2 separate regions of the Mus musculus genome follow, and region 1 is linked to region 2. Evidence: chromatin contacts called from public HiChIP or PLAC-seq data. All regions are on one chromosome and are shown on one strand. The core of a region is the stretch at or near the end of the contact, and the rest is flanking DNA. Distances in the headings are between cores, read along the strand shown.

Region 1 (6,072 bases), core at 1,169-3,668, 290 kb after region 2:
ACATAAATAAATAAATTATATATAAAGAAAGACATTGATGACATTCTCAGGCTTCTCTAACATGAACCTTCAAACTCTTCCACATTCCTGCCACAAACCTAGAACCAATTTTCATCAAACTCCATGTGTCTTATCACCAGTTCAGTGTGCTAGTTACCTTAATGTGGCAATAAGCACAGTCCTGATATAGTGTAGGGGAAGAAAAGTTTATCTGTGTGTCTTAGTTAGGGTTTTATTGCTGTGAAGAGATACCATGACTGTGGCAATTCTTATAAAGGAAAATATTTAATTTGAGCTGGATTACAGTTCAGAGGTTTAATCCATAATCATTATGATGGGAAGGAAGCATGGTTGTACACAAGTAGACATGGTGCTGGAGAGGAGGCTGAGAGTTCTACATCTGGTTTCCCAGGCACAGGAAGAGAGAGACTGGGCCTGACTTGAGCATCTGAAACCCCAAAGCCCATGCCTGAGTGACACACTTGCTCTAAGGCCAGACCTACTCCAACAGGGCCACACCTCCCAATACTACCAACCCCTATGAGCCTATGGGGGCCATTTTCATTCAAACCACCACATGGGCTTAAGAGCCCATGTCCCTCTTCTGTCTATTAGCATGTTCTTTAAAGCATAGGTAGATCCTTTCATAACTGACTGACCTATAGCAATGTAAGATACACCTGTGACATGCTCTGTGTGATAATGTCTACAATATGGCTGTATTCTAATAGCTACATAGACAGTAGCATCATCAGCTTCAGTCTGTAAAGGCATTTCCAAGATGGCCACCATCTCTAATAAATGTGCACTCTCAGAATCATTTCTCTCAGAATTTAAGGCAAAAGCATATGGAAATCCTGAGTGTGCATCAATTGTATGATGCATTAACATATGTATATACTGTAATTCTTCAAACTCTACAAACTGAAACATATAATCTATAGTATGGCATCATTAAACAGATCTATATTCTTAACTCGGCATAAGTCTCTTTATCTAGAAATTTAATAGGCTGCCATTAAATTTGACTAGCTAGCTGAATGTCTGGAACAGGGCTAGAGTTACAAGGTGGCTCTAGGCTTTGGTCTGGCTACCTCTGAAGATCATTTATTTCGAATCGGAATTTCCCAATCTCTTTCCTATTACCTCCATTCCAGCCTTTAATTTTTCAGTCTTTCCTTCTCTAAGTCTGCTTTATTTTCATCTCTCTTAAACAGGATATCTAAAATTGCCATCATTACTGAAAGTGTAATTATTTGTATGCTGATGATCGTATCAAAATTATATGGAATCCAGATGCCCTGTGTTGTTGTGTTTTCCATTTCTTAACACAGAATTTTTTTCTTTTTCAATCTCTAACTCTCTCCTTCCCAAAGAGATTTTATTTTATTAATTTTTAAATTATTTTTTTCTTTTCTTTCTTTAGCACTGAAGCATAATTCCAAATATTTTTTTTACCTGTTCAAGGGCTTCTGTCTGGGCTTAGATAGGTATCTTCCGCGTGTTGTCTCTGTTGAGCTGTTCGGCGGCTTGCACCTCCCACTGAGGGTAACCCTGTTCCAGACATTCAGCTCCCAGTCAAGCCCGCTGTTGGCCCCGCCCCAGCCCTTAAGCCCACAAGGAATAGTTGGACCCCCTGTTCAGCTCAGTCTAACAGTTTACTGGAAGAGCCGAGGCTTCTGGGCTTTGGAGTGCAGGGACCTGATCTGTTCGCTTTGCCAGTAGCTCACAGAGTGTGTAGGATGGGGTGCCTGCCTGTCCTGGGCCCACATGTGTAAGCCCCCGGGGCTGCTTGCTCAGACCTCTGTTAGCACCAAGACTCTCACTGGAGTAGTGTGGGCTGACTTCAGCCTTTCCACTGTTGAAGCTATGAGCAGAGACGAAGCCTGCCACGCAACATAGTCAGATTGTGCGTGTGGCTGTGCCTTGGGGATGGGGTGGGTGGTGGCTGTGGTGTGCTAAGTGTGGCTAAGTATGTGCATGCACCCCGAGTGGCCTGGCTCCCAGGTGTCTGTCTAAAGCTGCTCTGACCTTCTCTGCCCCGAGGCTCTGATAGTGGATCTGGTTTTTCTGCTCAGTGAGGGCTTCTTAAAGAAGCACTCGGCCTCTGGCGGTCTCCTGCTTCTTCCCTGCTCTTTGGCTAGGAAGCCGCCTTCACCCAGGACTTTCCCCAGGCTCTAAGCTTGGATTTTCTTCCGCACATTGAGCACCAAACGCAACTGTGGGTCTTTCTCTATGTCCACCTCAGTTCCCAAATAATGGCATAAAGGCTCATATTTACTTACAATACTTTTGGTCTTAGCTTAGGCTTGCTCCTAACTAGCTCGTAACTCCATTAGCCCATTTATACTAAGTTCTGCCTAGTTACCTCCTCGGTTACATACGTCCAACTTTCTCCGCATCACAGTAGCAAATCTCCCGCCCGTCTCTCTTTCCCAGAGTTCCCCTCTCTGTCCGGAAGTCCCACCTTACTATTCTTAGTCTGCCTTTTGCTATAGGCCATAGGCTTTTTATTTTAACCAATCGGAAGGTGCCTTAGGCAGGCAAGGAAGGACAGAGACACATCTTCACACAGTGTACAAAACAACACTCCAACAAGACAGGGTGGTGCATGCCTTTAATCCGGGCACTCCTGTGACAGAGGTAGGTGAATCTCTGTGAGTTGCCCGCCAACTTGGTCTACATAGCGAGATCTAGGACAGCCAGGATTATGAGGTGAGACCCTGTCTCATCCCATATCTTAAATAAGCCAGCCCCGCCACAAAACCTCTGACCTACAATGTGTCCTGCTTGCAAGATGTGCTGGGGTAATGGCGGTACTGAATTTGTGAGAGTAGAAAGCAATGTCTGATTTAACTTGAGGCTTACCTACTCCGTGAGCGGGCGGGCGCCCTTGCCTGACACTTCTTGGAAGGCCAGAAAATGGAAACTGAATAGTCCAGAGATCTAGAGTAGAACCAAACACGACTAGTCTTTTTTTAAAAAATGATTCCTAATGATATTTTACTGTGATTAGAGATTAGTGACTTGTCCCGTTGTCATCAGAGAGGCTTCCTCCAGCAGTACATGGGAGCAAATGCAGAGATCCACAGTTAAGACTTTATGTGGAGAGAGTCTAAACTGGAGTCCGCCGGAGCTCCGGAAATTCCATGTAAGAGGTGGCGGAAAGACCTTGGGAGTCAGAGGGGCTAAAGGACACCAGGAGAATATGACCCACCAAATCAACTAAGCAGGACACATATGGTTTACAGAAACTAAAGCAAGCACCGGACCTACAGAAATCTGTATCCGGTCCTCTGCATATATGTTGTGGCGGTTAGCTTGTTGTTCTTGTGGAACTCCTAACTGTGGGAGTGGGTGTGTCTTTGACACTTTGGACTGCACTTAGGACAATTTATTTTTCCCCTCTTAGGTTGCCTTGTCTAGACTCGGTTGAGGGCTTTTTCTTTGTCCTATGGTATTTTCTTTTTGTGTGTACAATTGGTTGTGGTCTCTTGGAAGCCTGCTCTTTTAAGAAGGGATGTTGAGGGGGAGTGGATCCAGAGGGGAGGGGAGTGGGGTAGATGGTAGGCATGGTGGGAAGAGAAATGTTGGTGGGATATAGTGTATGAGAGAAGAATCTATTTTTAATGAAAAGAAGAAGAACCCAACTCGCGGGATTAGTTCCGTCCAGATCCTCATTCTCTTTATAATCCTGCTACTTAATGCCTTCGGCCCTTGGCTTCCCTCTCTCCCTTCCTCCTGCTCTTCCCTCTCCTCCACTGCTCTCCTGAGTTCCCCCTCTCTCCGGGCTCCACTCTCTGGTTCTCATCTCCTCTCTGTTTTTCTCCTAGCCAGATCTAGTCTGCTGAACATGCTCGATCTGCTCTATTCTCTCTGCTCTGGGCTCTCACAGGTGCCCCTGGCTGTTTTCTCTCTCTCATATTTACAACAAGAAAAATCCCTGGTTGAGCATACCATGAGCAGTCATGTCTTCAGTTTATCCAGAAACCATGAGCACAGTTAACAGAAATTCTCTGATCACAGAAGAGAGAGTGGAGATGAGATTGAATGGCTCTCCTGGCACTAAAGGTTGCCGTTCTAGAAATGGAGCCTCCACAACAGAAGACTAGCAGAGAGATGAAAAGTCAGCCCCCTAACCACCTTTCTAGGTGACCATCTCACCCTACGCAGGTCCCCTCCCTTTCAATAGTTATGGTTTCCTTGGAAGATCAAGAACAAGGCATAAAGAATGGAGTCCTATCCACTCATTTAGTATTGCATTTTATTCTGATGTGAGGCAGACATGGGCACCACAGGACAAGGGGTATCCACAGTTCTTCAGAGAGGATAACTGAGATTCTATTATCTTTGCTGATGATCTGGATTGTCCTCTGAGGTTGAAACTTTCTAGGGAAGCTGGGGTCTCCTCGGTCAGAGGCATGAACTAGCTATGACACTTATCTTGGAGAACTCCTGTTGAAATGATCCTCCAGGATTGTCACTGGTGATGGGGACAATTGAAGTTTCCCAGTCCTGAAGCTGGTGCACATAGGTATTTGGAGGTACACTGAACCTGTCAAGAATTCTCAATTCTGAGGATTTAGGCCAAGCTGGAGGTGGGTGGAACCATCGCAGAGAGGACCTGAGAAAACCAAGAACGGATAAGCAACTCTTCCACAGTCTGGTTCTCTGCCTGTGAAATTCCATCTTCATTTCTGTTTTGAACACATCGAAGTCTACAGGGCTCCCAGTCAGGTCTGTCTAGAGACTAGCAAGCTCTTCCTGTGCGCGCAGGTAGAAGTGTGGAGAGTGGATGGTCTTGTCATTCTTGCCGCTGCTTAGGGAAGAAGAGTAGCTGTGCCTGTGGATGCCCCTCTCTAGGATAGAAGGTAAAAATATAAAAGAGCAAATCTGAAAAGTGTCTGTGCTGCCTGGAGTCCAGGATCCTGGGCACAGCCTCCCCATAAGGAGAAAACTAGGGGCCTCGCCTTGTTCTCTCATTGCATAGAGTGCTGTACAGATCCTTCAGGCTCAGCAGCAAGTGCAAACAGCTACTCTAGCTCTTCTGCAGGCCCTGTGATAGAGCTCCTGTGAAAGTGCTCTAGGCCTCCTTGTGATCTCCCACTCCTGCAGGGAGATTTCCCAGTGACTCCATCATCTGTCTGAAGGACCTGCAAGGGACAGAGAATTGTGATGAGAACAGTTGACTTTACAAATATGCTCACCTGACCATTTTCCAGAGACTCTTCTTCATACTACCCAGCCAGACTTTTCTGTATGAAAGTTTGGGAAATGAGTAACCCTTGTGGGCAAGCCCTGAATTTAGCATGTTCCTGAGTCCCTTTCAGCTATAAGACATGGTCACTCTGAGATACGTACAAGTGTTTTCTTTTATAAACTATGTCAGAGCTCAGGGAAGGTTTTCTAGGGTACACGGCCCACCCAGGAAGTTTTCCTATTTGAAGCTGTCTCAGTCCCATTCCTTCAGAGTCATGGCAGGAAATCGGGATTCCAGAAAGCTGAGATCTCCCTTGGGCCCAGAGTCTATGTAGGACCTAGGAAAGCAGTTCTGACTGGGGAGGAGAATATGGGACAAAATACTTTTCCCTCACAGGCAGACCTTAAGGAGTTGGTACCTGAGGAATTCTCTACTTCCTGGTCTCCGTTGTCCTCTGTCTAGGATGTCAGCCAAATGTCCAGTTTCTCTGTGGCTTTCTAAACAACAAAGCAAACTGTATTGACTACACTCATGTGATAGGATTCTCTTCAGTAATTAAATTAGACATTTGGTACAAACACAGTGTATGTCAGCACGTGAGAGGCAGGCTTAGGGCAGTAACTAGTTTGAACCAGCTTTAGTCAGAGAATGAGACCAGTCTCAGAAAATGACAACAGTAAAATGCCAAAGTATTAATAACTGATGGTGCGGACTCACTTCACTGAGAAAGTTGTGTTTGGAAGACAATTACTTAAGGGTTAGCCTAAGCTACATCCTGAGTTCTAGGCCAGACCTGGGCTAAGTAATGAAACCATGTCTAAAACTTAACAAACAAGCTGAGGGTTGTGTTCCCAGCTATGAGACAGACAAAG
Region 2 (5,724 bases), core at 742-3,241:
CAACCGGTGACAGACACGCAAACAACAGCAGTGAGTCAGATCCTGGCTTTCTGTACAGGGATTATGGCCAATAGCGCAAGTACATCATGGTAATTAGAAGTTCTTCTGGCAAAAGGTCTCTTGGGTTCTTGGTTTTTGAGACAATCTATGAAGCTCTGAGTGGCCTGGAACTTGGTATGGTGGACCAGACTAGCCCCAACCTCACAGAGATCTACCTGCCTCTGCCTCCCTGGTACTGGGATTAAAACCCTGCACCACCATGTCCAGCAAGATTCCTTACTCTGCGTTTTCACATGCATGCAGTGCCTGTAGGAAAAATAACTTACTATGGAGAGAATACAAACGATAATCTTTGCCTTAAAGACTTTCCGATCTAATCAGCACACAGGCATGTGTAGAAATCATTTCAACAATGTAAAAAAAAAAAAAAAAAAAAAAGCTGTGTAGCTGGTCTGGTAAGACCCACACACCATCTCCTGCTTCGGTCCTCACTCCAGAACAAGAATCCTACAAGGGGATGCTGTTATTTTTATTTTATTGGTAAGGGAACTGAGACACAGAAGTTAGACTTACTGATTTAAGGCCCACAGATGGTAACAGAGGGGGTAGGGTAAAAATCAACGGTCTTGAGCCTCCCACTGTGCTTTCTAATTTTCTGTCAAATATCCCAGGAAACCCTCTTCATGGCTTCTTGATAAGTCGTCTCCTTGCTCTCAGAGTGAGGCTCCTGACACTGTGTCCCCTGCAGTATGGCTTTCCCCTGTCCACGCAGCAGCTCACCTCGATGGGGGCAGCTCTATATTCCCGCTCCTCCAAATGGCAGGTCAAGAGTAGTTGTTTTCACAAGAATGGTACAATCCAAACCTAGGATCTACAGAGTATAGGAGGGGAACCACGGGATGGAGGAGCGCCGCAAGCATTCTTAAGGGCAAAAAGAAATAGATGGGCAATCCAGGTGAGGGCTGAGAAAAATAAACATGAGGGAAGCAGACCAGAAAGGACTTCCGCCAGCTGTGTCCCTAGTGATAACGGACATCTGCATGTCGCTGTCAATGTAGTAAGCACAACAGACCGGGATCAGCTAACAGCAACGCAATATACTGTGAGCGAGCGTGCAGTGTGCTTCCTAGACAACCAGCTCCTCCAAGAGCACCAAGTCCTGGTGAAGGGTCTACTGGGCGGAGAGCCTCAGTCTGGAAGGAAAACCAAAACCATATAAAATACTCCTGCCATGAACTGAGACGGCAATGCGCTCACCTGAGACTTCCCTTCCCTTTGCTCTGGAGCCATGCTCACTTTCTGGGCTTTTCTCAAAGATGGGTACAGTGTCCAAAAATGCGATCTGAGGGAAGAAGAAAGAAAGATTGCTTCGCACCCCTCAGAAGCCGCATCTCCGAATGCGTTCCACCAGCTGAGCCTGGCGCTTCTGCTTCCAGAACGGAAAGCGGGAGCTGGGGGCGGGCGGCAGAGAATTGACAGGTCACCACTCTTCTGGTCTCTAGATTTTCAGAAACAAGACTCAGGCGACACTGGACTCCATGTCACCGAGGAGACTCACTATGCCTCCGCGAGTCAGGCATCACCCTATGCTGTTCACCCCAGCTCAGTTGGCAGTGCCAACCCCCTTCAGATCAGAGTGCACTGAGGCCAGAGTGCAGCCACAGTGGGAACACAAACGTTTTTCACCCGTTTAGATCTGACCACGGGCCCACTCCACGTGCAGCCCACCCAACTGCTCTGCTGCTGTCAAGGGATCAATTTCCACATCCCCAGAGAAAACTCCAGAAAGGGGACCAGTGACTCATGGCGGCCCACGCTGAAGTCGCCACAGGCCTCCGTGTCCTCCAGCCTGGCCGCTCACCTCCCCCCTGCTCCCGCCACGCCTCATGAAGGCTCGCAGCTGCCACGCTTGGAGACTCAGACTGGGGAGCTAGATCAGGGCAGAGAATCGAGCCACAGACACCCGGCGGCCTGATAGATCTCACAGGGGGCGGGGCTGGAGGGGGGAATAATGAGGATAGCTGATGCAGAGGCCTCTGGGAAATGTAGTTTACCTCGGGACTCAAGGATTCTGGGATATAAAGTTGACCGCTTTGGTGCGCAGCTGCGGTGGAGAGCCCCCCCTCCCCAAACTCCCAAAAGGCCCCGGGTCACTAGCTCTGTGAAGTCTTAGATGTGGTATGCATTTTAATTCCATTTGTGTGGATGGGGTAAGGCCAGCCCACAGCGGCCAGAAACAGACTGGCAGTTACGTATTAACATCATGTTGTAAGCCTTTTGAAATAAATCAAAGAACAAAAGGGACCTCACTTGGTAAGCAGTGGTTTTTAGTAGGATAAAGTGTAGACAGTGAGCTGTGGAAATAATTATATATTGATTTAGACTCAGAGGGTGTTACAGGAAAATGCAAAAGAAAGGCTAGCTGAAACCTGGCACTCTGGGATTTAAAATAAAAATGAATGAATAAATGAATACATGAATGAATGAATGAATGAATGGAAAATGATAGATGAAGACGCCTGATATTAACCTCTGGTCTGAGTACAATGTACAACACACACACACACACACACACACACACACACACACACTCCAAAGCATAGAAAATATGATTGTGGAAGCCATAGTATGCCAGTGTGACACACAATACAGTACATCCCTCTGTCCACATATCTTCATTTGCAAATGTTTGTTGTAATGAGTCATTGATCTGGTTCAAGATCTCTGGCTTCTATGACACCATCAATATTGGACCCTCACTGAGACTCCTCCCAATTATCCTGTTGTCACCCTGTGTGTTAAAGATCCTGTAACAGCTTTGGATCGGCAGGACTGGCCCTTTCATGTGCCCCAACAATTCACACATGATACAGATTTTAGGAAGGGACAACCAGAGCCCTGGATCTGGGCCTGGGTGGCAGCTGAGTTGATGAGCTCAATGGCTGCCCCTTATCTGAATCACCAGGGTAAACTCTCCAGTACTGTTCAGCAAGGCCACCCAATGCCACAGTCAGCAGAAGGCAGAATCACCTCTCCTACTCCCATGCCTTTGGGTCAGCTCACCAGCACCTTTGTCATCAGGGCATCTTCACTGAGTTGCCCAGATGAGCTGTAGGGCCTGCTCTCCAGAGTGCTGCAGTCAGTGACAGGGCAGGACCGGCTCTCCTACTCTCATGCCCTCCAGGTGCTACCTCAGATGGTAAGGGACAGGGTGGGGGAGGGTACCACCACCCCTCCCCCGTCACCCAGGCCATTGCTGAGCCTTATCTCTTACAGGATAAGGTGTTCACAGGGGCCAGAGTTAAAAGGATACAATGAAAAAGGGAGGAACAGAGGCAAGGATACATATTGAATGGAATTGCAAGCAGTTCACATCAGATCTAAGAAACACAAAGTTACTCTTAATTACAAATAGAAACATTATTTAACAAGGACTTAACTAGGGACAAACAGAAACTTACTAACTAGGATTTAACACAAGACAAACATAAACTTCTTAATAACTATGAGAAGCCTTGCCCTGTAAAGACTTAACACAGGACAACCAGGAACTTCTTGACTGTCTTAACTGCAAACAGAACTCACAGTTCTGCAAGGTGTAGTTTCTGTTTCTGCCTCCCATTACCTTCTGAGATACTTGTTCTTGTTTTGGTCTCATGGCACTGGCGTGAATGAGTAGTCTTAGCTCCTACTCTCTGTAGCTACCGTTAACCCAATACTGTAAGCATTCATTACAGTGACAGGAATTTCCTAATTCTCCTGCGGCAGAACTGTCTTCCTGATGAGCCCCTTTCTCGGCTTATAAAATGCTGGTGTTGCTCAAGACTAATTCCTGGGGTCTTCTCATCACTAAGACTAATTCATGGGGTCTTCTCATCACAAGACTAATTCCTGGGGTCTTCTCATCACTAAGACTAATTCCTGGGGTCTTCTCATCACTGACTCTTGAGTTCTCCCTATTATTATTTTAATTGCCTTCGATTCTCCAATATTCTCCCAGTTTTCTTCTGAGTTCTGGTAATCCTCCAGATGTGCCCTCTGAACTCTGTCATCCAGGTTTCTTTTCTTTTTTTCTTTCTTTTCTTTTTCTTTTTTTCTTTTTTTTTTCGAGACAGGGTTCTCTGTTGTAGCCCTGGCTGTCCTGGAACTCACTCTGTAGACCAGGCTGGCCTCGAACTCAGAAATCCACCTGCCTCTGCCTCCCAAGTGCTGGGATTAAAGGCGTGCACCACCACTGCCCGGCAACTTCTGCTTTCTTTAAAAAGTCAGCTATGTCAAAAGGTATTTTCCTGGGTTGGTGAGATGGCTCAGTGAGTAAGAGCACCCGACTGCTCTTCCGAAGGTCCAGAGTTCAAATCCCAGCAACCACATGGTGGCTCACAACCATCCGTAACGAGATCTGACTCCCTCTTCTGGAGTGTCTAAAGACAGCTACAGTGTACTTACATATAATCAATAAATAAATCTTTAAAAAAAAGGTATTTTCCTGAAGCAGATACAAGTAAAAGAATGTTTTGCTAAAACAGATGCATGAAGGAATGTTTCACTAAAGTGGACACAGGTGAAAGGAAGTTTTACGCCGGGCATGGTGGCACACACCTTTAATCCCAGCACTCGGGAGGCAGAGACAGGTGGATTTCTGAGTTCAAGGCCAGCCTGGTCTACAAAGTGAGTTCCAGGATAGCCAGGGCTATACAGAGAAACCCTGTCTCGAAAAAAAAACACAAAAAAAACAAACAAACAAACAAAAAAAACGAACAAAAAAAAGGAAAGGAAGTTTTACTAAAGCAAACATGTAAAAAGATACCTGATGAAAGATTCTTCACTAACCACACACAAATATTGGTTCACCTTACACTGCATAGCTGAGCTCCATTTATAATGACAACATAGAGAAAAGCACACCAAAAGACTTTTGGTGATGTTCTGGCGGCATCTTGCTGTTTCCACGGACTCAGGCCGATTGACAGAATGATGTTAGCTGGTACAGGCTCATGCAGAGTTTTACTGAGATGAGACACATGGTGAGACGAGACCTATAGAGGGCATGTAATGTTTAGAGGGAGATATATAAGACTCAACGGACAGAGGCAGGGACTTACTTGCATAACTAGCTTTACAATGTTTCATTGGTTGCACATCTTCATCGTCACTGATTTTCACATCATGAAGAGATGCATGGCAAAGAACTCCTGGTGTCCCTAGTGGTCCTGGTTCCTCCTGCTGACTCTTGCTGATTTCACAGAGACCTGGCTGTTTCTGCTGGGTCATGCCACCACTGCTGATTCATGTTTGCTATCCCAACACTACTAAACTGGACTACTAGTATATTCATGAACTGTTTGTGAGTGGATCGAGCTGCTACTGATTTCTATGAACTAAACTGCTGATTTCCTGACAACACAGATTAGATTTGCTCTAATGACCAATTTCTAAACAAGTCCGCTTTTCCCATAACCTAATAACCTTTCTTTCCCACTACCTCTGGTGGGTGGTGGGCTAGAAGGGAAGTTAAAGCATTTTTAAAAAGCCTTATTAAAATTAAGATTTTAAAAATCTAAACTACACAGGAGCTACCTGGCATTTTTGGATACTTCTAAACTCTAGAGCTCCAACAGTCTGTAAGTGTACCTTTCTGATACTGGTGGTCCCTGAGTTTCTTTCTTCTTATTCGCCTATTCTTTGAAAACTTCATATATGTATATGATATAGTTTGATGATAAC

The links. HiChIP or PLAC-seq counts read pairs in DNA pulled down with a chosen protein or histone mark.
Region 1: a contact with region 2 is called in an H3K27ac HiChIP or PLAC-seq map of embryonic stem cells, with 8 read pairs. The contact joins the promoter of Platr20 here to the promoter of Zfp354b in region 2. A contact is called at or near these places in 6 of 39 promoter capture datasets (HPC-7-derived erythroid cells, embryonic stem cells, liver and 1 more), 3 of 15 datasets of contacts at CTCF or cohesin (embryonic stem cells and stem cell-derived epiblast-like cells), 14 of 484 Hi-C or Micro-C datasets (the HL-1 cell line and embryonic stem cells), 7 of 115 datasets of contacts at active chromatin or transcription factors (embryonic stem cells and stem cell-derived neural progenitor cells) and 3 of 9 other capture datasets (adipose tissue, embryonic stem cells and macrophages).

Annotation. Positions count from the first base shown.
Region 1 is chr11:51,218,000-51,224,071 of GRCm38.p6, forward strand. Platr20 (pluripotency associated transcript 20) reads right to left here and starts at 2,419. Exons shown (of 5, transcript NR_110444.1): 1 at 2,369-2,419; 2 at 1,459-1,554. Gm12569 (predicted gene 12569) reads left to right here and starts at 2,572. Exons shown (of 6, transcript NM_001378502.1): 1 at 2,572-2,643.
Region 2 is chr11:50,929,644-50,935,367 of GRCm38.p6, forward strand. Zfp354b (zinc finger protein 354B) reads right to left here and starts at 1,992. Exons shown (of 5, transcript NM_013744.3): 1 at 1,862-1,992; 2 at 1,258-1,342. The coding sequence starts at 1,290.